4 separate regions of the Mus musculus genome follow, and all the other regions are linked to region 2. The links are chromatin contacts, called in public Hi-C and promoter capture Hi-C maps. All regions are on one chromosome and are shown on one strand. The core of a region is the stretch at or near the end of the contact, and the rest is flanking DNA. Distances in the headings are between cores, read along the strand shown.

What was found. Promoter capture Hi-C pulls out the DNA fragments that hold promoters and counts their contacts. Hi-C and Micro-C count contacts between places; a contact is called where the count stands out from the background.
Region 1: a promoter capture Hi-C map of embryonic stem cells shows a contact between it and region 2, with 2.9 times the contacts expected there. The contact joins the promoter of 1700120C14Rik here to the enhancer-like site in region 2. A contact is called at or near these places in 10 of 39 promoter capture datasets (3T3-L1-derived adipocytes, the HPC-7 cell line, HPC-7-derived erythroid cells and 4 more), 1 of 15 datasets of contacts at CTCF or cohesin (CD8 T cells), 12 of 484 Hi-C or Micro-C datasets (the G1E-ER4 cell line, the HL-1 cell line, cerebral cortex and 3 more), 8 of 115 datasets of contacts at active chromatin or transcription factors (the 230-238 cell line, the SCID.adh cell line, embryonic stem cells and 2 more) and 4 of 9 other capture datasets (adipose tissue, embryonic stem cells, liver and 1 more).
Region 3: a Hi-C map of cerebral cortex shows a contact between it and region 2, with 1.8 times the contacts expected there. The contact joins two enhancer-like sites. A contact is called at or near these places in 6 of 15 datasets of contacts at CTCF or cohesin (the G1E-ER4 cell line, embryonic stem cells, hippocampal excitatory neurons and 2 more), 49 of 484 Hi-C or Micro-C datasets (B cells, the Ba/F3 cell line, the G1E-ER4 cell line and 29 more), 11 of 115 datasets of contacts at active chromatin or transcription factors (the HPC-7 cell line, bone marrow-derived dendritic cells, bone marrow-derived macrophages and 8 more) and 5 of 9 other capture datasets (adipose tissue, embryonic stem cells, liver and 2 more).
Region 4: a contact with region 2 is called in a promoter capture Hi-C map of embryonic stem cells, with 2.9 times the contacts expected there. The contact joins the promoter of Kcnh3 here to the enhancer-like site in region 2. A contact is called at or near these places in 7 of 39 promoter capture datasets (the 3T3-L1 cell line, the C10 cell line, the HPC-7 cell line and 4 more), 3 of 484 Hi-C or Micro-C datasets (the HL-1 cell line and embryonic stem cells), 2 of 115 datasets of contacts at active chromatin or transcription factors (both in embryonic stem cells) and 3 of 9 other capture datasets (adipose tissue, embryonic stem cells and liver).

The regions. Positions count from the first base shown.
Region 1 is chr15:99,249,531-99,255,530 of GRCm38.p6, reverse strand. It overlaps 1700120C14Rik (RIKEN cDNA 1700120C14 gene), which reads right to left and starts at 3,743. Exons shown (of 3, transcript NR_045627.2): 1 at 3,530-3,743. Mcrs1 (microspherule protein 1) reads left to right here and starts at 3,570. Exons shown (of 15, transcript NM_016766.3): 1 at 3,570-3,669; 2 at 4,949-5,068; 3 at 5,517-5,655. The coding sequence starts at 5,059. Gm25999 (a small nucleolar RNA gene) reads left to right here and starts at 517; the gene lies at 517-649.
Region 2 is chr15:99,313,053-99,318,873 of GRCm38.p6, reverse strand. It overlaps Prpf40b (pre-mRNA processing factor 40B), which reads right to left. Exons shown (of 26, transcript NM_001370635.1): 19 at 4,180-4,296; 20 at 3,894-4,031; 21 at 3,588-3,683; 22 at 3,305-3,391; 23 at 2,974-3,151; 24 at 2,726-2,787; 25 at 2,494-2,631; 26 at 1,856-2,413. The coding sequence ends at 2,321. Fmnl3 (formin-like 3) reads left to right here. Exons shown (of 27, transcript NM_011711.2): 27 at 502-1,662. Among named protein-coding and RNA genes, the nearest start is that of Prpf40b, 21 kb to the right of the region's middle. Within about 2 kb of position 1,358, at least 80 of the 459 cell types and tissues checked have an H3K27ac peak or open chromatin away from gene starts, as enhancers often do. A contact at or near this core is called in CD8 T cells, the HPC-7 cell line, the SCID.adh cell line and 7 more, where this site is marked.
Region 3 is chr15:99,409,383-99,415,446 of GRCm38.p6, reverse strand. Tmbim6 (transmembrane BAX inhibitor motif containing 6) reads right to left here. Exons shown (of 10, transcript NM_026669.4): 10 at 5,398-6,064. Among named protein-coding and RNA genes, the nearest start is that of Tmbim6, 19 kb to the right of the region's middle. Within about 2 kb of position 3,451, at least 17 of the 459 cell types and tissues checked have an H3K27ac peak or open chromatin away from gene starts, as enhancers often do. A contact at or near this core is called in cerebral cortex, where this site is marked.
Region 4 is chr15:99,220,467-99,226,068 of GRCm38.p6, reverse strand. Kcnh3 (potassium voltage-gated channel, subfamily H (eag-related), member 3) reads right to left here and starts at 1,477. Exons shown (of 15, transcript NM_010601.4): 1 at 1,018-1,477. The coding sequence starts at 1,093. It overlaps Gm46538 (a long non-coding RNA gene), which reads left to right and starts at 196. Exons shown (of 3, transcript XR_001781769.2): 1 at 196-922.

The sequences.
Region 1 (6,000 bases), core at 2,494-4,993, 66 kb after region 2:
GTGCTGGAGCCCAGACGGTTCCATCATGAGTTCAGACTGCAGAGTGCTGGCCTGTCTGGGTTTCAGTCTTGCTTTGGCCTGGTCTTTTGCAGCACACTTTACAGAGTGAGTCACCTCTCCAGCCATTGGCCTGATCTTCCCTGCATGACCCACACTCTATTTTGGAATGGAAATATTTACACTGTGCCATTGTATACTGTAAGTAACTTGTATTTTATTTTATAGAGACTCGCAGTTAAGAGGTCACCTGAGTCTCAGAAAAGACTCTGCACTTATATTTTTGAATCATTTTGAAAGTGTTGAGACTTTGAGTTTTTTTTTTTTTTAAGATGAAATAACTGCCTTCTGCATTAAGATATGAACATGAAGGCAGGCATGTGGCACCCACCTTTAATCCCAGCACTCTTCAATGCTGCACTTGTCTACCAAGTGAGTTCTAGAACAGCCAGGGCCATGGAGAGACCCTGTTTTCAAAAGCAAACAAACAAAAGAAACAAAGAAAGAAAAATGAGTGTGATACAGCCAGTTGAGCTGGCCAGGCCCCCTTCTTCATGGCACCTGTGTGTAATGGCTGCAAACAGAAGCCTACTTGGAGGGATATTCAACCTTCTATCTGTGTGGGTTTCCCTAAGGGATCTTGGTGGCAGCTTTCTAGGGGCTATTTCTGTCTCTGACCTCAATACTATCCCCAGTCCAGGCTGCAGACAAGCGTGCATGCTGCCTTTGGGAAGCTCCAGGACACAGTGGCCAGGATCCACTTAGGCCAAGTCATCAAGCCCATCTGTGTCAGGTTTCACAATGAGGAAGGTGGTTAAGGCCTTGCATAGAGGTAAGGTTCAAGTTCCCTGGCCTCTGGAAGAGCCACGCCTCAAAGAGGTGGGGCTTTACCAAGTTTAATGCAGAAGAATTGAAAGGAGTGGTAACTGACAACCAGTGCATCCCTGATGGCTATGGGGCACATATGTCCCCAGTTATAGTCCCTGGGGAGAGTGGCAGACTCTGTGGTCCTCCTGAGAGCTTCCACTCTGCTTACTATGCCCACTGAACCATGTTCAGTAATAAAGCTCACATCCGGTCTAAAGAATTAACATGAGACTTTAGGGAATGCTATGATTTAAAAGTGATGTTTCAGGGTTGGGGATATAGCTCAGTTGGTAGAGTGTTTATACAACACGCACAAAGCCATGGGTTTGATACCCAGTACCACACAAAACCAGGGATAATGGCACCCGGCTGTAATCCTAGCACTGGGGAGGTGGAGATGGGAGGATGAGAAGTTCAAGGTCAATCTTTTGATAACTTGAGTTTGAGACCAGCTGGACTGCATGAGACCCTGTCTCTAAAGCCTAATACCTGGGTGTGGTGACACACGCCATTAATCCTTACATTGGGAGGCAGAGGGAGATGGATCTCTGTGAGTTCAGGACCTACATTGCAAGTTACAGGACAGCCAAAACTACATAGAGGCTCTGTCTCAAAAACCCAAGCCAAACAAACCAAGAAAGACCGGTGATCGCTATGCTCCAGTGGCACCAGCAGCTGATGGATGCCACCGACATAAATGTGGTATGCCTGGACATCAGGTGGGCTTGTGATCTTGTCCGCTTAACCTCATTTAGAGTCACAAGACATCTGTGAAGCTATTTCTGGAGGTTTAACTTAGATGGGAGACACACCCTAATTTCGAGTGACCTTGGGCTAGGGCTACAGACTGAACAGAAAGGAGAAAGCAGGCAGAACACCAATACTTCATCTCTCTGCACTTCCAAGTTCTGGACACAGCGTGAGCAATCACCCCACACTCCTGCCACCATGCCTTTCCTGCCATGATGTTTGTCCCCCTCACACCCCCAAAAACCCTGTGAGCTAAAATAACCCTTTCTTCTTTCAGGGTTTCCTTCTTTAAGGGTTTGCCTTTCCTAGGAGAAAAACATCTAACAAACATTGAACAGTACCCATCCAGCTCTTTACCAAACGATCCCTTGTTAGGGCTGTCCATGTGGCTTGGTGGGACAGAACTTGCCTGATAAGCAACAAGTATTTCACTCCTACTTAAAAACAAACAAACAAACAAACAAAAACTCTTTAAAGAAGAAAGCCCAATTAATTGTCATCTGTATAGATACTAAACCACACTATATTTTGCACAACCCACCAGACTGTGTCCTAGTTTGTTTTTAATTGCTGTGATCAAAACACTGTAACTAAAGGCGACCTGGGAAGCAAAGGGTCTATTTCATCTCATAACTTTCTTTTTTTTTTTTTAAGATTTATTTATTGGTTATATGTAAGTACACTGTAGCTGTCTTCAGACACTCCAGAAGAGGGAGTCAGATCTCGTTATGGATGGTTGTGAGCCACCACGTGGTTGCTGGGATTTGAACTCCAGACCTTTGGAAGAGCAGTCGGGTGCTCTTACCCACTGAGCCATCTCACCAGCCCCTCATCTCATAACTTTCAAGTCACTGTCTATTACCGAGGAAAGTTGGGGCAAGAACCTCAAGGCAGGCACTGCTTAGACCTCCCACATCTATCCAAACAAGAAAACACACCCCAGACTTGCCTACCAACCAGTCTGAAGGAGGCATTTTCTCAACTGAGCGCGAAGATTCTAGCTAGTTTCAAGTTGACAAACCTCTAACAAGCACACTGTATACCAGAAAACTTTGTTTTGGGAGCGATAAAGCAAATACATGCTCGTTAAATAAGTAACAGTATATTATGAAGAGAAGACTTGCAACTTGTCAGGGTCGTCCATTTGACACTTAAGTTCAGGATGTCAGGCACGCTGGGCAAACGCTCTTCCCGGAAGCTCCTCCAGCCAGAGCTGCTCCACTTTTGTGCCCCTCAAAGAAGGCATGAAAGAGCTATTAGAGCCCAGTCTCCCTAGCTTTCCCGGGCATCTCTCACGGCCCCAAAGTCTGGACGTCTCCTGTTCTCTGGGAACTAGTTCTTTCTTTCAAAACAGTTTCCTCAGGGAACACTGTCCTCTGAAAAGGATTCGGTTGGTTTGCTGGCTACCCACGACTGACCCCAGCAGTCTAGATGGAGTTCTTCTGGCGTAAGCAACTGGCGCCGCTCCTTCTAAGGAGTGTTTCCTTAGGAACGCGGCCACCATCCTGCATCTCCCCCTTAGACAGGAATTTTCGGGATCGTACTGTACGCCACAGTTAGAGCAAACTCTCCAACATGTTCCTCCAGTCCTGTGCTTAGCAAAGAGCCTGACCGAATCCCTTATCTGAAAACACTGGCAGATAAAACAATACAAGATTTGGTCCAGAGAGACCTACCAAGGTTAGTGCTAATTACGAATGCACGGCGGCCCCGCCCCTCCCAGCGTCGCCTGGGCGGGGTCTCAGCACAAGCCCCGCCCTCCCGCTGCGTTTTCCAACACGGAAACCTCCGCGGTTCCTATAATTAACACTGCCTGGTGCCTCCCTAAGCGCTTCTGCCAACCGGGAAAGCTGTATTTCCGGCTCCCCGCAAAATGGTTTCCACTAAGGCGCACGGCCACGCCCCTTCCACTTACGGGTCCAGGACGAACCGGAAGAGATCGTCCAACCCTTCGTTCGCAACCCGGAAGTAGATGTGTCTCACGGAAGCCGGCTTTGGCCCTGCGGCTCCTGCCGTCGCCGCGGAGAAATTGTTGGAGCTGGCAGCCTAGGAATGGTGAGACCCCGCGACTCGTCTCCTAGTGTTCTGAGTAGACCTGGAGGGTGAAGTGGAGTTTCCCAACGTGCCTCGGGGCACAACCCCACAACAAGATTTGGGGCCCCGCCCCGGTATCGCCCCGAAAAATCTGCGCATGCGTAAGTCCGATCAGGCCAGGCTCTGGCCTGCGGTGTTACGCATGCGCACAGGTGGCATGCTTGAGGTGGGATGAGAATTGTCTGGGAGTTGGTCCTGGTTCGCTACCACCGGCCTGTGGGCCTCAGAGCCAGATGGCGAGATCGATGCAGTAGTATGGAGCCGAAGAGTTGACTAAATTACCACTGCTCCCCAGAGTCCCTGAAACAGACCTGCACTGATCCCTCACCTTGGGGGTGCCCTGTCGGGAGGAGGGAAGGGAAGGAGGGCAAGCACTTTGCCTTAGTTGCTCGTGGGACTGGACACCTGCACCCCCCTTCTGTGGTACCCACGGAGCTGGTCGTGGAGCGTCCTTAAAGGCAGAGCCAGAACTTTGCTCTACGAGACGCCGGAGTCAGGAGGGGCGGGGCTGCCAAAGCGCTGGGTATTCATACAGTTCCCAAACCACGTTTGAATCGTCCGAAGGAACCACCCGCTTTAGTAAAAGCTGCAAATGGAAGGGAAAGCAAAAGGGTAGCGAGATAGTGGGATTCCATCTACCTTCCCAGGCTGTGGCCTGGGGGCAGGCTGGTGCTGCTGATTTGAGTAGACAGGCAAAGGAAAACAAATGAGTCAGGAATCCCTTGACCCTTTCTGGTTAACGTTCCAAATGCTTAATTTAGGATTCACTGGTAAAATTAAGAGAGATCTCTGAGCCTAATACGTTTTTTCCCACATCTTTTTATCATTCACACAAAGGCCTCAGTGACTCCCACATAGCTACTTATATTTTTTGTTTTTATTGTTTGGAGCAGAGGCTCACCATTATATAGATAGCCCTGGCTTGCTCTGTAGACGAGGCTGGCCTTAAAGTCAACAGAGATCCACCTGCCTCTACCTCTACCTCTACCTCTACCTCTACCTCTACCTCTACCTCTACCTCTACCTCTACCTCCGCCTCCACATGCTGGGATTAACTGTCAGAGCCATCAGACCAGGTAATAGCTACTAATGGTTAGGTGCAATTGAGAGTAGAGCTCTTTTGCCTCTTCCCACTACCTCAGACAGGGTGCACGAGTGCACGAGGATAAGGGATTGGTCAGTCAGTAGGTTTGGCCTGTTGGAAACCCGAGCCTGAGGGAGCCTTACCTCTCCTTCCCAGACTCTCTTCTCAGCATCCAAGCTCGCTTGGTCAGAACCCTTGGATGAGCCTGTGGGACCCTTCCTCCTAGCCCTGTGGTTTGGAGCCGGAGGCTTTGGGACTGTGAGAGGATGGACAAAGGTAGTGTGAGGCCCGGCCATCTCCCCAAGCTCTCGGGCGCCAGGCAGCCTCTGACTCTACCCCTTGCCTTGCACGAGTGTCTCTCGGTCTTGGCCCGGCAATGCCACCTACCACCCCCCTCCCCTGGGCCAGCACCACCCATGTGCCTCTCGGCAGAGCCACAATTGCCTCAGTTGCTGTGGAGCTTCTGCTCTTTGGCACAATGCATTTTGATAGCCAAGGGAGCAGTTATGCTCAGAGCCCACCCCGTGTGTCGGCCTCATCAGCCTGACCTGAGCACCTGTGCTGCACCCCATGACCCGTGGCACCAGGAGGTCTGAGCCCGGATGGGATCTGGATGGCCAAGGAGGAATGCCTGCCTCAAAGACCAAGCCTCAGGGAGGCCGGGCAAGGGCTGAGGGGCTGACACAAGGGTCCGTGCACAGAGGTCACCCTTTCTCTTTCCTAGATTCTCAGGGGCTGCTAGACTCGTCCCTGATGGCGTCAGGCACAGCCAGCCGCTCCGAGGATGAGGAGTCACTGGCAGGGCAGAAGCGAGCATCCTCCCAGGCCCTGGGCACTATCCCCAAACGCAGAAGCTCCTCCAGGTAGCCTGGGCTCAGAGCGCCTGGAAGGGGAGGCATGTGGGGCTAGGCACGCCCTTGCTAGCCTTGGTTTGAAATGGCCTTCTGAGCCTGCCTGGGTTCTGAGCCTGCCTGGGGTCCAAGCAAAGCCTTGTGCTTTTCCTTTACCTCCTCTGCCGGTGTGTCCGGATGGCACCGAGGATGGAGAGTGAGGGGTTCCATCTCTGTTGAAAGGTTGCCTGTTACCTCAGAGGACTAGAACTTGGCTTTTCCATGTCCACTGAGCCAGACACTGCTGGAAAGTGAAGGCAGTTAGTTCCCAAGGGGAGCCTGCACCTTGGAAGCCGTGCGTGGGTGTGGTACCAGTAG
Region 2 (5,821 bases), core at 109-2,608:
CTTCTGGTAGCATCCTCCCAGTGATGGAGACACAGACTTTGCATGCTGCATGCTCTGAGAAACACAGCTTATCCCTGCATGGGTCCTCCCACTAATACTGTCCTAGCTACTAAGATCCAAGGGTTAAGGTGTCTCTGGGCCAGGGTTAGGAGCTAGGCCAGAGCAGGCAAGACCTAATGCTTTGGATGACTGAGGCTCCAGTCATAGACCCAAAGTATCTTGCTTGGGTCCTGGTCTCCCCTAAGAGTTCTAGTAGCTCCTACTCAGGGATAGATGTCCCTAACCTCTGCTTCTTGACATCTAGTTTGGCTTAATATTTTCCTGGGTGGCCTTTAGTTTCCTATGCTACCCTCTGAGAATCGTTCCAGCAGTTTTTCTAGCTGGCTCTCAAGCCTTCCTCTAAGAGCTTCCCTGACCTTTTCATGGCTGACTTCTTCCTCAGGTGCTGTCTTGCTCGGTGTCCCTGCCTAGTCACTGTTCATGCGCTTGTTTTCCCCACAGGCTTTAACCACCAACGCATGGTCGTTCACAGTCAAGTCAGGAGTGCTGTACCACCCAGTGGCCCTCCTCGAGCTCCAGGTCCCCACTGAGATCCTCCTGGAGGCAGAAGTACCTTAATTCTCAGAGTCCTGCAGATCTGGACAGTGGGCCCAGGGCCCAGCAGAAGGCTGTGTTGTTCAAGCTCCTGCTGCTCCAGCTGAGGCTGGCTCGTCCCTGTGCCACTGTGGGCACTAGGTCTATAGGGGTCTGACATTTCCCTAGTGCCCCCCATAGTGCACTTTGCCCCAAGTCTTCAACTTCATTTCCTGAAGGGTCAGTTCAGGGCTGGGAAAAACCACTTCCGGCTTCAGCACACGAGGGTACACAGCCCCCCTCTTCCCAGGGTCTAGTGGGATCCTAGAGGAGGAAGTACATCCAAGAAGAAATACGGGTCCCCCCACCCCGCCTTTGCAATCCCACAGTCAGCTCTGGTTTAGAGAGTATCCACACTAATGGATCCCTGGACTCTGCCAATATTGGATAATCTTTGCCTGGGCCCACTCTGCTGAGCCCTAGTAAAAAGGGACAGAGGAGCAATGGCAGGCCCACTGGCTGCCTGCGTCTTCAGGGTTCTTTTGTTGCTGTTCTGCTCTCCTAGACCCATGTCCCACCCACCTTGGCACCCATCTTCTTGGCTTCCTGAGCCAGCTGCTGTCCTGCATTGCCTCCTGCTCCACTTCCTTAAAACCAAAGGATTGTGGAGGAAGACCTGTGGCTTTCAAAAGTGGAAAAAGAAGGGCTAACACTTAACATGCAGAGTGGGTGGCAGTGGGAGCAGCTGACCCCTGGCGGTCTCCCTCTGGATGGGCACTTCCTGCTCCAAACAATGCAAGGAAGGGCTTGGACCCCACCCTGCCTGCTGTCTTCCCACTGATTGAAGAGCAGAGGCACTGTCTGTCCCAGCTCCAAGACTGCTAGAGGAAGGATGTGCCGCAATCTCACCTTTCCTCAGCTAGGTGGACTCTGGCCCAGGAACAGGCAACAGAGGATCTTCACAGACTATTTGCTCAATTCCCTACTGGGCTCTGACCCTGGAAGGGAATGCAGGGGCACTTTGTTTTGTATATGTATCTTTTCCTTTCTTGTACATAAATCCCAGACCTCTCAACAAAGTCTTGCACCAAGCTGTCTTCTCTTTGTCAGAGTGGCCATGAGGATATGAGTTTGGGTGGGAAGTGTTTTCCTCCATTTCAGGAGTGATGAGCCTAGATGGCAGGGGAAGCCTGGCTGGGCTTTAAACACAGGGAGGAAGCTGTCAGAACTGGAGTGCCCTCTGCTGGTCCCCAGTGGATAGTACATGAAGAGGACAAAGGAGTTGTAGATCATGTTATAAATATTATTTAAAAAACAAAACAGAACACATACATCGGGTCCCAGGGGAGAGGAAGTAGTGGTGGAGCCCCAGGGCCAGGTCAGGCAAGAGCAGGCACTGATGCTAGAGGGTGAGGACCCTGCCCTCGGCCACCCAGGCTGTGTCCAAGCAGCCTGTCTCTTTCCTGGAGACCCCTTCTCACACTATCTACTGGCATCACCCACCCCGTGGTATAGACTGCCCATCTCTGGTCTGGGGCTGAGGGCAAGGACTGCACTAGTCTGAGAACTAGGGGACCCTTGAACACCAAAAGCAACCTTGAGAGGTGCTAACAGTAGTGTGTTGGGGGTGGGTTACTTTAGGAAAAGTGGACACAGACCAGACAAGACGAAGGAGTCTGAGGCAGATGCTGAGGCGACCCTGGAGCCACTGCCTCACGAAGTCCAAGGCAGAAAGTAGCTCGTGGGGTCATTGGTGGTCGTCCAGCTGCTGTAGGAGTGTCCGCCTTCGCCTCTCCAGCTCCCCCTCACTCAGCTCGCTTTCTGACGTGTCCCAGCCTGTCTGTTGAGCAAAGGTGTGACTTACCTGAGCCCCCTAGTCTGTGTCACAGGCTGGGGCGAAAGCCAGGTCCTCCCATTCACCTTCTCCTTCTTGATTCCGAAGCCTGGGGAACGGTTAGGGAGCTCTGCCTGCCGGGGTTCCCTGTCCTGTTCCTGTTCTCTGTCTTCACTCTCCTTACCAGCTTTGTCTTCGGGGTCCGTCTCACTGTCAGGACTGGTCTGTAAGAGTTCAGAGCCCATCTCAGCAGTTGAGCGGCACAGCTGGGAGGCAGGTGACATGACTGCAGAATCTCAAGACGACTCCTCCACTCACCGACTTGTGTCTTCTTTTCTTGGTTTTCTTTTTTGGTTTCTTGGTTTTCCGAAGACCATGATCTATAGGGTTTAAAAAAAAAAATCTACGCTGAGTCCCATCGGGAGAAGGCAGCTCCTTGCCTGGGCAGAGATAGGAAGTCTTGCTCCACAGTGAGGCCCTCCCATCCCAGTCAGCCCTCAGCGGTCTGGGATTTGCTGTGCCTCTATCCCAGCACTCTAGTTCCCGGGCTCCTAGAAACTGCTTACCTGACCCAAGAAGAAGGTGGGAAGATGGGGAGCCTGGTCCTCCAAGAGCAGCACCCCCACTTTCAACTGAATCAAGTGAGGAGGAGGGCTCAGAGCCAGATTCTGAGGGGTTCCGCCTCCTCCGCTTGGGGGGCCGGAGGGATGGTGGGGGCAGCTCCTCTTCATCTGACTCAGAGCCCTAGGCAGAGGAGTAATACTGGTCAGCCCAGAAGCCCTCATCTAGGAACTGGGGACAGGGAGTTCAGAGCCAAGGAGGTAATGTATGGGGAGAGGTGTTTAATTTGTATGAAACAGTCCAGCCTCACCCATGTCCCTCTACCTGCCGACTCACTGAGGGTGAGTGTGAACGCTTGCGATGGTGTTTCTTGCCCTTTCTGCCATGCTTTCGGCCTTTGGTGTGGAGGTGCTGGCATTCAGTCTGCTAGAGGCAGAGGGAGAGGTGAGAACCTTGCCTTCCTGTCTCAGCTAGGGCCCTCTGTCTATTCTAGGGCACCCTCAGTCCTTCCCTTCTTTAGCTGGGCAGGTAAAAGAGCCTTTACGGTGACAAGCTATTGAAGGTCTCATGCAAGCCTAGAGTTCAAAGATACATAGATCAGGGTGGCCAAGTGCCTTACCTCCAACACCTGCAGGAACTCTCGGAAGAGCCGGATCCGCTCCGACTCCAGGGTGATCTGCTCAAAGGCTGAGTCGCACACAAAGCGCTCACGGACCTTGAACGGGGAGAGCACTGCTGATCAGACCAGGCCCTGCCTGGACCAGCTTGGACACCGCCACGAGAACTGGGCAGGGCTGGGGCAGAGGAAGGAAGGGAACTGGAGCTGGCCCAGGGCTTGTGCTGTGACTGGGGTGGGCCCTCAGTGGTGGAGAAGCTCCGCTGCCCTCAGGCCTGAGGGTGATTGGGGCCAGGCTGTGCTTCTGACCTCTTCCCAGGCAGTGCCCAGCTCCAGAGCAGGCACGGCCTGCCTCAGCATGCTTCGAAAGGCAGCTTCTCTGCGCCGCATCCTTCGGGCCTCCTCCTTTTCCCGTTCCCTCTCCCGTGCCTCTGCTTTTTCCAGCAGCTGAAGGCAAAGGGAAACAGAATAGGGTCAGGGGTACCTTAAGAGGTAGGAAGATGTGTCCCAAACCCAAGATAATCAGCAGGGCAGTTAGGAGGAACAAGACATTGGGGTAAGTGAGAGGACCACCCAGGCTTGCCCGTCCCCTCACACTATTGAAGGTCAGCTTGATGTTGCCTGCGTCCAGCGCAGCAGCCCTCTTGTCAAAGCTTATGACGTGGGCGAAGTCCTCAAATGCTGTGTTCACCTCCACACAGAAGCCCCGATCCTGTGGGCACAGCAGTGTGTGAAGGCCAGGGGCACCACAGGCCAGTGGGCAAAAGGGATCAGGCTGCAAGGTGTTCAAGCCTGGCCTCTGCCCTCAAATAGGATCCATAAGACTTGTGACACACCTTAGAAACCATGCTAAGTCTTCATCTTACTGGCCCCATCCGACCTGTGTGGATTCATATGGAGCCAAAAGAGTCAGCAAGTGTCTTCCGTCTTGATAGATGACTGAGTTATTACAATTAGGTCTTTGTTCCTCTGGCCACAGCTGGGCCTTCCTGCTGCTCATGGAAGCTGCCATGCATGCTTAACATCTGGTCTATACCCTTTGCCTCATGTTCTGGGTGCTTACTGGGTAGTAGGTTCTCTGCTGAGTGCTTGACACGTTTCTCCACTAATCCTCTCATACTAGGTCAGTCTTCTAATTTTATGCAGACCAGAAAAATGAAATCACTTATTCTAACATATCCCAGGTCTAAATCCCAAATCTGCTTTCAGCCACTACACCTACCCTGAATGCATAGGTCCAGGAAGAGATGTTGGCCATCAAGTGTATAGCTCTCCATCAATATTTAAATCATGTTCATTGTCTTAAGTACACAGCCAGGTTCTGTATTTCTCACCAAAAAGCCTCCATGTGCTAGTGAAGTTAAGGTGCAGGAGAGGAATCTCACTTGGCCAAGCTGATAGGTAAATGGAATTCTGTGTCACAGGCCAGCTTGCCTGTCCTTTCACACAGCTGGCTTCCTCCAGTCTTCCTGCCTGCTGATGGCAGGAGTATACATTGCTTTTTCCCAGGAGTCTTTTCTCTGTCAAGGCTCAGCCCTTCCTGAACACATCCTTTCTATGAGTGAGGTCACAACCAGAGGACTCTGGGTATACAGCTCTGTCTCCCTCCCTTGAAACCTCAGTCTCACTGAAGCTGAAGCCTTCTGTTTTTGTTAAACTATCAGGCCAGGATCATGTCTCTGCCATGCCTCAAGGCTGGGGTTGCAAGCATACCCAGATTTTATGTAGGTGCTGAGGACTCAAGCACAGGTCCTTGTGCTTGCGTGGCAGCCCTTATCTCCCTAGTACGGGCCTTCCCCTGGGAAGGCTTGGACTACATCTTCTTCACTCTCCTCCCCAGGAGCACACAGCTCACTTCACTTAGAATATCCCTCTATCTTGCTTTTAGCGTCTCAAGCTAACTAACTGGTTCTTTCCCTCGGTTTCAATTCCTTAGACACAGCACAAGGAAAAGAAATAAACAATAAGAGATTGTTATAAGCAAGACACTTGACAAAATGGTAAAAAAAAAAAAAATTCTAGCTGTTATTTATCTCTTATATATGGATTGTCCGCAATTCGCAGAGGTTTTCGGGCCAAAGAGCAGACTACTGTGCGATGTGTGCAGTACTCTCCTCTCCAGGGCTGTTTGTGGTCACTTCCCCTGTGTTAATGTTCCTGAGAACTACCCTTACACTAGCTTTTTACCTGACCTACATCTTCCCTAGCAGTTTCCAACCCATGCCAAACTGGCTACT
Region 3 (6,064 bases), core at 2,202-4,701, 94 kb before region 2:
GTGTTATCAATATCTACATATATGTATATATGTACACTTACACACACACATATATATTATACACACATTATATACATGTATTACATATATGTATTTGTGTAATAAATTCATATATATTATATGTATGTTCTATCCATATTTTATGCCTGCTTTAATTTACATCTCCCCAGTGTTTGATGAGCTAATTTACCATGACACCTAGACTGGCCTTGCTCCTAATCTCTGGCCTCCCTCCACCTCCCAAGTGCTGGATTTACAATTCAGGCTAGCATAGACCTTACTGAATAGCTCAGGATGGCCCCAAGCTCCTGGCAGTTCCTCTGAATTACCTGCCTCAATGCTTTGGTTACAGGCATAAGCAACCAGATCTGGCTAAAATTTTGTTTTTAAAATTATTTTAATGTTTTTCAGTGCAAAATTGAAATCAGGGTATTACACAGCCTAGGCAAGGGTTATACCACTGAACTCCATTCCAGACCCTAAAATTAATTTTAATTGACAGATAAATTATATCACAGTATGTGTCTACATTGTAAAACCAAGTCATGGGCTGGTGAGATGGCTCAGTGGGTAAGAGCACCCGACTGCTCTTCCGAAGGTCCGGAGTTCAAATCCCAGCAACCACATGGTGGCTCACAACCACCCGTAATGAGATCTGATGCCCTCTTCTGGAGTGTCTGAAGACAGCTACAGTGTACTTACATATAATAAATAAATAAATCTAAAAAATAAAACAACAAGTCATATCACATAATATACTGGAGGTCAAGCCTTCAGCCTCACCCCGGGCATCTTAGGCAGGTGCTCTGCCACCAAACACATGTCCAATGCCCCCAGCTTTCTTAGTGTCCCACTAAGTGCCTTTACATTTATTTTATTTTATTTTATTTTATTTATTTATTTTGAGACAGAGTTTTTCTGTGTAGCTCTGGTTGTCCTGGAACTCGCTCTGTAGAACATGCTGTTCTTGAACTCACAGAGATCCTCCTGCCTCTGCCTCCTGAGTGCTGGGCTTAAAGGCCTCCACCACCTGGCATATTTTCTTGTTTTTAATTATGTGTATCTGTGTATTTGTGTGTGGGTGGGTGTACATGAGTACAGTGCCCACAGAGACCCGAAGAGGGCGTCAGAGCTATGGGAACTGTATTGTGAGTGCTGGACAGTGATGGTAGAAAGGAGCCCTGGTCTTCTGGAGCAGAAGGAAATGCTAGCGACTGCTGAGCGTGTCGTGTCTCCACAGCACACCGCGGTGTTCCTGGTTTTACTTGTTACATCCTCTGGATGAAGCAGAGCACTAAGAGGTACTGAATGTTCCCGTAAATGGTCCTTAAACTTTAGAACTTCCCGTGATCCAGATTTCTTATTCACAAAACAAAATGACAAACTTTTTTTTTTTCTTCTGAGTATCACAAAAGTTTATTTAGCAAAAGGTTTCATAAGAAGATGTCCATGGGACCTGGTGAGATGGCTCAGTGGGTAAGAGCACCTGACTGCTCTTCCGAAGGTCCAGAGTTCAAATCCCAGCAACCCCATGGTGGCTCACAACCATCCGTAATGAGATCTGACTCCCTCTTCTGGAGTGTCTGAAGACAGCTACAGTGTACTTACATATATTAATAAATAAATCTTAAAAAAAAAAAGATGTCCATGACCCAATTCACAGTCAGACAGGCCCTTTAATTAATTAATTCATTAATTCACAGTCTAGACAGGGAGGGAGGTGGGCATCTCTGCTGAGCAGCCATTGTTTAGACTCTTTCCAAGGCTTCTAAGGTGGTGACGCTGTTTCCTGTGTGATTGCGGTTAGTTCCAATGCTATTCTGTTGCCCAGGAGTTCCTGCCTCCACCCACTCACCAGTCACAGGAATCATAAGGGGAGCGAAGCTCCTTAGCATTCCCTGTACATGTCTGCCACCTTCAATGATAACTTCTCCTCCATAAACTTACTTTCAGGAGGGCGGTGACTTCACTTATGGTGACTCCTCAGCGGGCTCCAGCAACAAACTTATCGCCAGTGTTAACTGCTCTGCCTGGGGGTGCATAATGTTACATTGTTTCTATTAAGATGACACTAGCGCCTGCTACCATCACCTATCTTCAGACAGGTTTTCAAATTAAGGATACATTAATATGGATAATTCCTTCATCCCTCGGTGAGGATATCTCTGTGGAGGGAAATACTTGCCCATGCATGCCCAAAATAAAGTTAGAATAGAAAAGGAAGGCTAAAATGCTGTTTCCCTTTCCGGGTACTTAGAGTGGCTGGTTGCTAGGTTCCTCCAAAGGTGGTCAGTATTTTAAGAGTATAGCAAACGAAATGGGCCTGTGAAATGGCTCAGCACGGCGAAGCTCCTGTCACGTTTAAATTGACAGACATATCAAACATGCGCGTGCACGCGCGCGCGCGCGCACACACACACTAACAAATAAAAACGATCCACATGCACCATGCTGTGGCTGAGGATGTAGTTCTGTTGGTAGAGAGCTCCAGGTTCAAACTGCAGCACCAATAAAGCGGGATGAGAGAGTGGCAAATGCTTGGGAGGTGCGGGCTGGAGCGTCAGAAGATCAAGGCCACCCTAGGCTATTGAGCAAGTAAATCCAGTTCCTAGTGTTTCCAGTGGCCTCTAGTGACATCCATTGATACCGGATACGTAAATGGTGCACACACATACATACATACTGGCAAAATATTCATATACATAAACTAAATGTAAAATGAAGTAAAATAAGACAGGCAGAATGCCGTCATCCCGTTGTGAGCATAGAGCGAGAATGAGGTCGTCCTGTCTCAAAAACCCAAAACAAATGAATAAAAACAAAAAACAATTTTTTTTAGTTGTTTTTTTCCATTATAATTCTTAGTGATCGTTAAATTGTTCCCTGTTGAGCGAGCCTCATTTCCCTAGGTTTGCCTTGGAGTCCTCTTGACTGATACCACTTGTCTTTGATAAAGAGTTCATTATGGTCGGGTAGTGGTGGCGCAAGCCTTTAATCCCAGCACTTGGGAAGCAGAGTCAGGTGGATTTCTGAGTTCGAGGCCAGCCTGGTCTACAAAGTGAGTTCCAGGACAGCCAGAGATATACAGAGAAACCCTGTCTCAACAAAAAACAAAACAAAACAAAAGTTCATTATGGAGCCTAAGCTGGCCCCTACCTCTACTAGGGGGAGGTTGGGGGCGGTGGCGGGGCTGCTGAGCTTGCTTCGGATGGAGCATCCCAGGCTCATTTCCTGCATCTCTTGTCACAGACTTCTCAGCATCAATGCAGACAGGTCTGATTCATTCCAGCCGGAAACAGGGAGTCCGAGAAACACGGCCTTTAGCCTGCCAGTCCTCAGGGTAGAAATTCAAGCCTAACCTTTTTCTGGCTTTTGGATCCCTCAGTTGCCTGCAGGAAAGTCTACTCGTTAGTGCCTCCCACTGGAGGCCTTCGTAAGCGATGGCCTACTTACTAATTATAACCCTAATTCCCATTTCCAGCTGTTCTAAAGCCTGCAAAACCTGTGCTTGCCAGGCTGAGGTGTGTGCGCGCGCGCATGCGCCTTGCTTCATTTCATTTCCTTAGCCGCAGCCTACGTTCCACTGCCTTTCCTTATCTCTTCTGTCTCACGTTGACTCAACCAACCTTCAGGATTCAGCCTTAACTCATCTCAGATGAGCATCCCAGATCCAGCGGGACTGTCTCCCAATGCTATCTCAACCCCAGTGTGTGTGTGTCCGGGGATTCCTCGTCTGCCTCCCAGGAGCTGCCCCCGCCAATTCTACTTTTCCAAGAGGTCTGAGGACGTGAACTGCAGCCTGCTTGCACTGACACACTGAGCCTCCTAAACGTGTAATATTTTCACGCAGCTCTCCTGTGCTATTGGACGACGACTGTCCATAATGAATCACCTTACTAGATCTCCACACTGGGAGAACTGACACCCCTAGTCCAAACACTGCATTAGGATCATCTTTCCAGAGCAGAAGCATCCGTCGCTGCAGCCTGGCTTCCTCCCTCTGGCTCTGGCTGGACAACGCTCCCACTTATTCTCCTCAGGCGAATGTTAACGGAGGTACAGTGAAAAGAGTGTTTGCTCTTGTAGCTCATACTAGTTACAAAGATCTGGGGTGAAGAGATTTTGCTGAAATTGGTGTACCTTTCCCTCTCGCTCAAAGGGCAACATTAATCCCGGGGCAGAAAGGATGACAGTCTCTGCAACTCTCTTCAGCATTGCCTGCACACACCAAGACCAGGGACCCTGGCATCAGTGTCGCCTGGTATGCCACCGGAAGTTAATGGCTGCTTTAGTAAACTCACTGGCCTTCCCTGGTTATTAAGACTACATAAAACAGGGTGATGAGATGTTCACTGGGTAAAGAGACCTAAGTTAGATCCCTGGAACCCATGGAAAAGTGGAGAAGCTGCCGCAGTCCTCTGACTTCCCCCCAGCTTGTGCTGTGGTCCTCACCCTGCACCCACCCCCCACCCCCAAGCAAACTCACATGGTTAAAATGAAGGAAATGGTGTTTAAAAACAAAATAAACCGCCTCACAGGTGCAGTTACAAGTCACTTTGGAGTGTCTGCCATTTGTAAGCAGTCAAATCCAGTGTGCTAGAGATGTGTCTGCAGTAGAGGCCCCAAGTTCAATTCCCAGCATCCACCCAGCAGTTAAAACTGCTCCAGGGACTTCAATTCTGAAAAGGGCTCTCTCACAGCGCATTTTACTGAAGCCAGCTCCAGGGACTCATTCTGTGCCTCCCTCCCACACGAGGATAAATACGCCTTTCCCTAGTTGAGAAAAGCAGCGGTCTTTAGCTGGGATAGCCTGTGGTGGTTTGAACATTCTAACACTTGGCCCTTCCTTGGTGGAGCCGTTTGGGAGGTGTGACCATGGTGGTGAGCTGTGTCATGGAGGTAGGCTTTGAGTTAGACTCTCAGCATTTTCTGTAAGTACCCTCCCTCCTCCATGGCACCCTGGTCTAATCTACAATCTACACTACGGCTAACCATGGTTGTGTGTCAGCTGAACGGGGTGAGCAGACTGAAGTCATCTCAGGCGCACACTCACCGGTGCTCCTGAGGAGGAGCCCAGCCACCGGAAGTGAACACAAGTACTTGCAGGGTGAGTAACCCTCTGCCCCAAGTCCCGTGGCTGGTGCACATCCTAACTTTAGCAGCCACCACCACAGACAACCCCAGCAAAGGCCAGGCTGAGCAGAGGGCTCTGGAGGAGGCCGGGGCTGGATAGAGAGGGTCTCAACACTAGTGGCATGGTGGGACTCTGGAGCGGGAGGCCTAAGTGGGCGCCTTGCTTTCTCCATGGAGCACACTGGGCCCAGTCAGCTCCCACTAGCAACGACAACTGTGCCAACCCTAACCCAGCATGCCCCTGATTTAACACTGAGACACCAGCAAAGGTTAAGGAATTTTCTTTATTTTTTACAAATTAAGACTATGTAGATATATTTTTTTTAATCAAAAACACGGTTGTCTTCACAGTATGAGTTAGAGAACGCAGCCTGAGCTGGGACAGAGACCGGGGACAGAGTGGAGATGGACACCTGTGTTAAAAGCCTGTTAGGCATCTTAGTTAAAAGTAGTTTATATCATTCTTGGCACTGTTTCTAAAGAAAAACTCCTTTTTCCCAAGCAAAAAAGCACAAGAGGTGGAGTCTGGCTTCAGGAGGTGGAACTCAGTCATGTCCCGAGGGCTCGCAGTGTCGTTTTTTTCTGGGGAGCTGCTGCCATCCCTTAGTAAGCTCAGGTCAGTGGGAGGCACCGGGCAGGCAGGGCGGCCGGCACCTTAGTGCACTGCGCCACTCTGGCTGCACCCGTCCAGTACAGTCTCATGGGACAGTAACCCAGCAGCCACTGTGTCAACTGCATTGGCTCTGAGCAAAGAAATCCAAACCGCCATCCTACTGGAAATGGGCTGCCCGTGGCTTGGTAGTGAGGGCCACAACCACTCCGGGTGCCACCTTTCTGTGCAGACTGTGGTGGCCCACAGTTGGTCAACAGGCTTCTGCCCAAAAGACCAAAACTTGCTGGAAACAGGTGAACAAACCCAGTAAGTGACGTG
Region 4 (5,602 bases), core at 228-2,727, 93 kb after region 2:
TGTGTAGGCACTGCTGTGCAGTGTCCTGAGCAGTCTGAGTAAGGGGTGGGGCTGGAGATTTCCAAAAGACTGTACCACCTGCTCTGGGCCCACCTCGGCTTCTGCCAGGTTCATCCCTTAACTAGATAACTAGGCTGGCTGTGTGGCTCCTCCCACGGAGAACCGCTTGGTCTGGGAAGCAGGCCACCATGCATCCGATGCCCCGTTCGCTGCACACCCTGGCTCAGGGACTATTGAACGCCATCAAGAATGGCGGTGTGTGGATAGTGGTTGAACAACAGAGCCTGGAGCCAAGAATGTATTGGGGAGTGAGGGGTGCTGAATCAGCAGGCTTCAAGCCCAAAGCAGATGGAGAAGCCTGGGGGGTGGGGGAGCTCTGTGATGAGTTCCTACAGGCTGTCTACAACAGGAGGGAGAACGCTTGTCAGAACTGGGAAGCCCCACTGGAGCGAGAGGGGGAGGGACCCTGTTTTCACGACTTCCCTGTGTTCAGAGCCAGAGGAACTCAGAATCTGGAAGCTCAAGTTGCCTTTTCCAAACTTCCCCAGTCCGGATGTGAGTCTCCCGAGCTCAGAGGAGCTCAGCTTCTTTGGGGCCGGGTGGGCATTCCAAGCGACGGGTTTAGACTGTGCGATACGCTTGCAGACACAGTTCTCTGCTGAATCCCGCCTACTCTACCTTCCTTTGCAAATCTTATTTCTAAATCTGGGCTCTGTGAGCCCTCTGCGCTGTCCACCAGGACTGGTTCCGCGCTTCACCCGACTCGGCCTTTGCAACCGCGCCAGGTCTGAGGATAAGACAGGCTGGATCAGATTGACTCATCCCGGTCCCGCACCTAGGGACATCTTACAGTATTGACCCTGAAAACCTCCGGGAAACCTTCACTTACTGGAAGGAGAGAATGGCCCTAGCTTCAAGAGGGGTGAGGAAGGGGATGGCTGGTGGGCACCAAGCAGCAGGTGGCAGTTCCGACAGTGGATTACTGCCCGGAAGCTAGGGAGCTAGGGCCTGACTCACGCGTCCCGTCGAAGCGGGTGGCGATGGTGTCCAGGAAGGTGTTCTGCGGCGCCAGGAGCCCCCGCATGGCCGGCATCTTAGGCGGCGGGGGCCGCCCGCCCCATCCCTCCGGGGCGCGGGGACTCAGCGCCGGGGGAGGGCGCCTGGCTCGGCCGCCCCCCGCCGGGCCCCGCGCCCCCTAGAGTAGCCGTCGGGGGGCTATGCCCGGCCCAGGCTCGCAGGCCCCAGCAGCTGCCGGCGCACAAGGGGGCGTCCGCACCGTCGGGGCTGGGCGCATGGCGCGCGCGCGACCCCTCGCCGCCCACGGATTCCGGGCTGCAGGCCCCGCGGCCACCGCGCACTCTGCACCTTTGGTCCGCCCGCGGCTCCTGTTTCTGCAAGCGGGGTGGCTCCCGCTTGGGCTCGGCTCAGCGCCGGGTCCCCGCAGCTCCCTCCGTCTGTCGGGGAGAAGCGGCAGCCTACCTCCCGCACCGCCGCCTGCACCGGGGTAACCATGGAGACGGGGCACACCCAGTCAGGGCCGCCTCCTTAAAGAGACAGGCCTCCTGCGGAGGGATCCCCCTCCCCTGGGACCTTGGTGGGGGCAGGGAAGGCTGCCGCCCCCTAGCGCTGCCAGACTCCCTAAGGCGAGAACCCGGGCCGGGTGGGCTCAGCCTGACAGCCTCGGGCTTCTCTCTCCTGCAGAGGGATCAGAGGAAGGCTTGGGGGCGTGAGCGTGTGTGAGTGTGTTGTAGATGTGTTTCGGAACGAGAATAATGTCATGAGAACGGGAACTGGCGACTAGGTGGCGGGGAACGTCCAGTAGTTGAAGGTTTGGGGCCCCCGGGGAGCGCTGACTATGCAGAGTTCTCTAAAAGGGAGGCTTCTGAACCTGTTTTTCCCCCCGGGTTCAGTCAAGCCTTTCCCGGATGCGGCTCGGCTCCCCTGAAAAGTGGAAGCAGGAGCTGAGGAAACCTGAGGCTAGAGTGAGGTCCAGATGCCTTGGGCGAGACCCCGGAGCGCAGAGGGCGCATTGGGAAAGTGAACTCCAAGCCCTCCGCTCGCCCCACGCATTTCCTCAAGTTTCTGTCGCCGCGGGAGGGTCAGAGGCTGGTCCAGGAACCCTGTGTGTGCTTGGCTAGCCCCCCCCCCCCTTTAGTCGCGGAGTTCGATTCTCCCCGGAGCCCGCACCTCCAGCGAGGAGGCGGAAAGCAGGGGCGGACGGCCGTCTCCTGTCCCTGTCCCCGCGCGCCGCGACCGTCCCCGCGGCCTCTCCTGCCAGCGCCGCTCCTCCTCCCTCCTACGATTTGCCAGTGAGCGCGGCTGCCGCCCGCGCCCAGAGAAGCCGCCGGGGCCAAAACTGCAATTTGCTCTCCAATGGAAGAAGCCGGAGCTCAGCACTGCTCCCCTGCAGGAGACACACCCACTGCCACCAGCGTCGGAAAGAGGAGTATACCCTGCTCCAACTACCCGTCAGCAGCTAGTAAAGCCCAAGCTCAAGGCACCTGTATTTAAATGAACAGGAGCTTTGGGAAGAAAGGGAGGAAGTCCCCCCCTCCCAGTCTGCTGCACCCTGAAATCCAGCTCCCAGGCGAGCCTGAAATGTCCGCAGATATGGTTCCCGACTCCTGATGGGTCAGGGCTAAAGAGTAACCCCTCCAGTCCTCGCAGCAACCTTCTTTCCAGGAGTTAGATAGCATCCCGCTAAACAGAGGAATATTTTAAAGCTCACTTTAAGCCAGGGCGAGGCTGTTGTTGAAAGCGTCATCTGCAGAACTCGGCTAGCCGAGCCGGGTTTAAGTACTGCTCTGAACTCGCTGTCCAGGAGATAATCCTTTTCTTGTAAGACAACTTACTAACATTTCTGTGATTCAGTTCTCTTCATCCGTGGAATGGAAATAATAATAACTACCCCTGTGGGTTCTGAGGAAGAAATAAGGAGGCATATATACCCAGGACAGTGAATGTGCGGCACTTGCTTCATGCAAATGTTTATTGTCTGATTTTGAGTCTCAGAGGGATCTTGAGAAACGCCCCGGGGTAGTTATTTCACAAAGGGAGAAGAAAAAGGAAGGAAGGAGAGAGAGAGAGAGAGAGAGAGAGAGAGAGAGAGAGAAGAGGACAAAGTCGGGGTTCCATCTACAACAGTCCCTGCTCCCAAAACACCTGAGTTGCATAGACATCACTGGTCCTCTGGGGTGGTCAGGTCTAACGGGTCCAAACTATATCCTCGAGGTCATGTTTAGGCTTCCAGATCAGTGACCTGGACTGACCTGGGCTGGCTTGCGGAGGTCAGGGAAGCTAGAGACCTGGGTTTAAATCGGGCGGAGTAGTTGGGGTTGGGAATGACTGAACTTCGTATTTCCCGAGGCAAGGAGGGCTCTGTGCTGAATAAGTGCTCTTCTCGGATTCCCCTGCTAATTTAACACGGAAGCCGTTCCTATTCACCAGTGAAAACACGAAGGTCATGGACCTTGTCTGAGACACACTGCTTGTATTAGCGCCATTCCGGTCACTATTTTGGTAAGCCTGGTTAGGTACTGGATGCTATGCTAGAACCACTCTTTCTTTTCTTTTCTTTCTTTCTTTCTTTCTTTCTTTCTTTCTTTCTTTCTTTCTTTCTTTCTTTCCTTCTTTCTTTTCCTCCCTGTCTTTCTTTTTTTCCCCTGTCTTCTTCTTCCCAAACAGGGTTTCTCTGTGTAGCCCTGGCAGTCTAGCACTCATTCTGCCCCTGCCTCGAGTGCTCGGATTAGAGGCTTGTGCCGGCGGCATGCACAGCGTTGGGACTACTCTTATCCCAGAATGAAATTGCAGTCCTTCAACCCCTCAACATATCTAAGTACTCATAAGGTGGGCGGGTCTTTCCCTGTGGCGTGGCCATTCTGTTTAAATGAATGACACATTCAAACATCTTCTTTCCACCTATACCAGCCTCTCAGATCTGTTCGGGTCTGGCACTTATTTGTTTACATGGATTTCCTTGGCTCTTAGTGATTAATTTCTAACCCACTCCTTCCACCATCCCTAAGATACACTTACACACGAAGGGACTGGAGTGGGGGTAGGGGACATGTGATTAGGAGCCAGGGAGGAGGAGGTGGGGGAGTGTTGAAAAGGGAACATCAGGCCTCAGGGCTGCTTTCCCCCCTGAAATTGGCTCTCTTTCCCCCAACTCCGGACTCATTCTGGGCCCTCCTTGTAAGGTTTGGGGAGGGGAGAAGCTGAGGGGGAGCCCTACTCAGAGACAGCTCAAAACCTTTGTCAACAAGAAGAAACTCAGGAGGCTGCGGTTTGGAGCTACTGTGGGAGGCCCGTGGGAGTATTATCTACAAAAAGGAACAAGGAGAGAGAGCAGAGATGATCAGAGCAAGGAAAAAACTGCTCAAGACACAAAAGATGGAGAAAGCTCTCCTCCCAACCCCAGAGCGCAGGCGGAGTAAGACGCTGTGTGCAGGGGGGTGGGAACAGGTGGCTGTCGAGGAACAAGACCCAGGGGCTCCTCCTCTCTGCCCACTCTCTGAACCTTTCAGGAGGTCCCTGGCCCAATGGAGCCTGGCTTTCAGCCATATGGTGGGGAAGTCTGGAATCAGCCAGCTCTGGGCTGTGTCTGCAGGGGTCTCTTTGTTTGTAACATGATCCCCATGAAGACTGTTTTAAGGGCTAAGTCACTAAGTGGTTGCCTTGCCTGCATGAAGTGCTGGATTCCACCCTCGGGACCACATCACATACACTGGATATGGTGGACCAGGTCTGTAATCCCAACACTTGTGGAGGCAGGAGGATCAAAATAGCTCAGCATCCTCTTCCCATACATAGAGAGTTTGAGGACATCTTGGGCTACATGACACCTCCTCTCAAAAGAAAAGAAAGAAAAAAGGCTAGTTATATAGGTGATGCTGTATAAGGTATAAGGTGCAGGTATACAGTTGTTGCTGAGACCAAGAACACCAACTCAGGGTAAGGCCTGGTGGAAGGATTCCCATCCACACTGGAAGTCCTTGAGACTCGAGTTCTTAGCCACCTTTGGATTGATTTCAGAGCACTCTTCTTTTTTTTTTTTTTTTTTTTTTTGGTTTTGGTTTTTTGAGACAGGGTTTCTCTTTATAGCTCTGGCTGTCCTGGCGCTCACTTTGTAGACCAGGCTGGCCTTGAACTCAGAAATCTGCCTGCCTCTGCCTCCGGAGTGCTGGGATTAAAGGCGTGCGCCACCACGGCCCGGCTCAGAGCACTCTTCTTAAATGGAAGGTCTTGAAAAAAACAAAAACAAAAAACAAAAAACAAAAAGAAAGAAAGAAGAAAAAAGAGTGGAAGTAGAATACAGTTAGCTTAAAACACAGAATCATGGCGGGTACGTGATTTGGATAGAGAAACCCAATACAGAACACACAACTTAAGCAGAGGAACCTAGATGAGCAACTAGAGTTGGCCAGGCTGACAGCAATTATTTGCTCCTGTCATGTCCCGAGAACGTCCTTCAATAAACAGCCTAGACGGGTAGTCTGCTGCTGGCTTATAGAATGCAGAGGAAGACAGCCCTTGACTGCAGCCCCCCAGAGTGGCAGGAGCCTATGAAGGAGTACCGGACCCCCAATGAATCTCGTCTCCC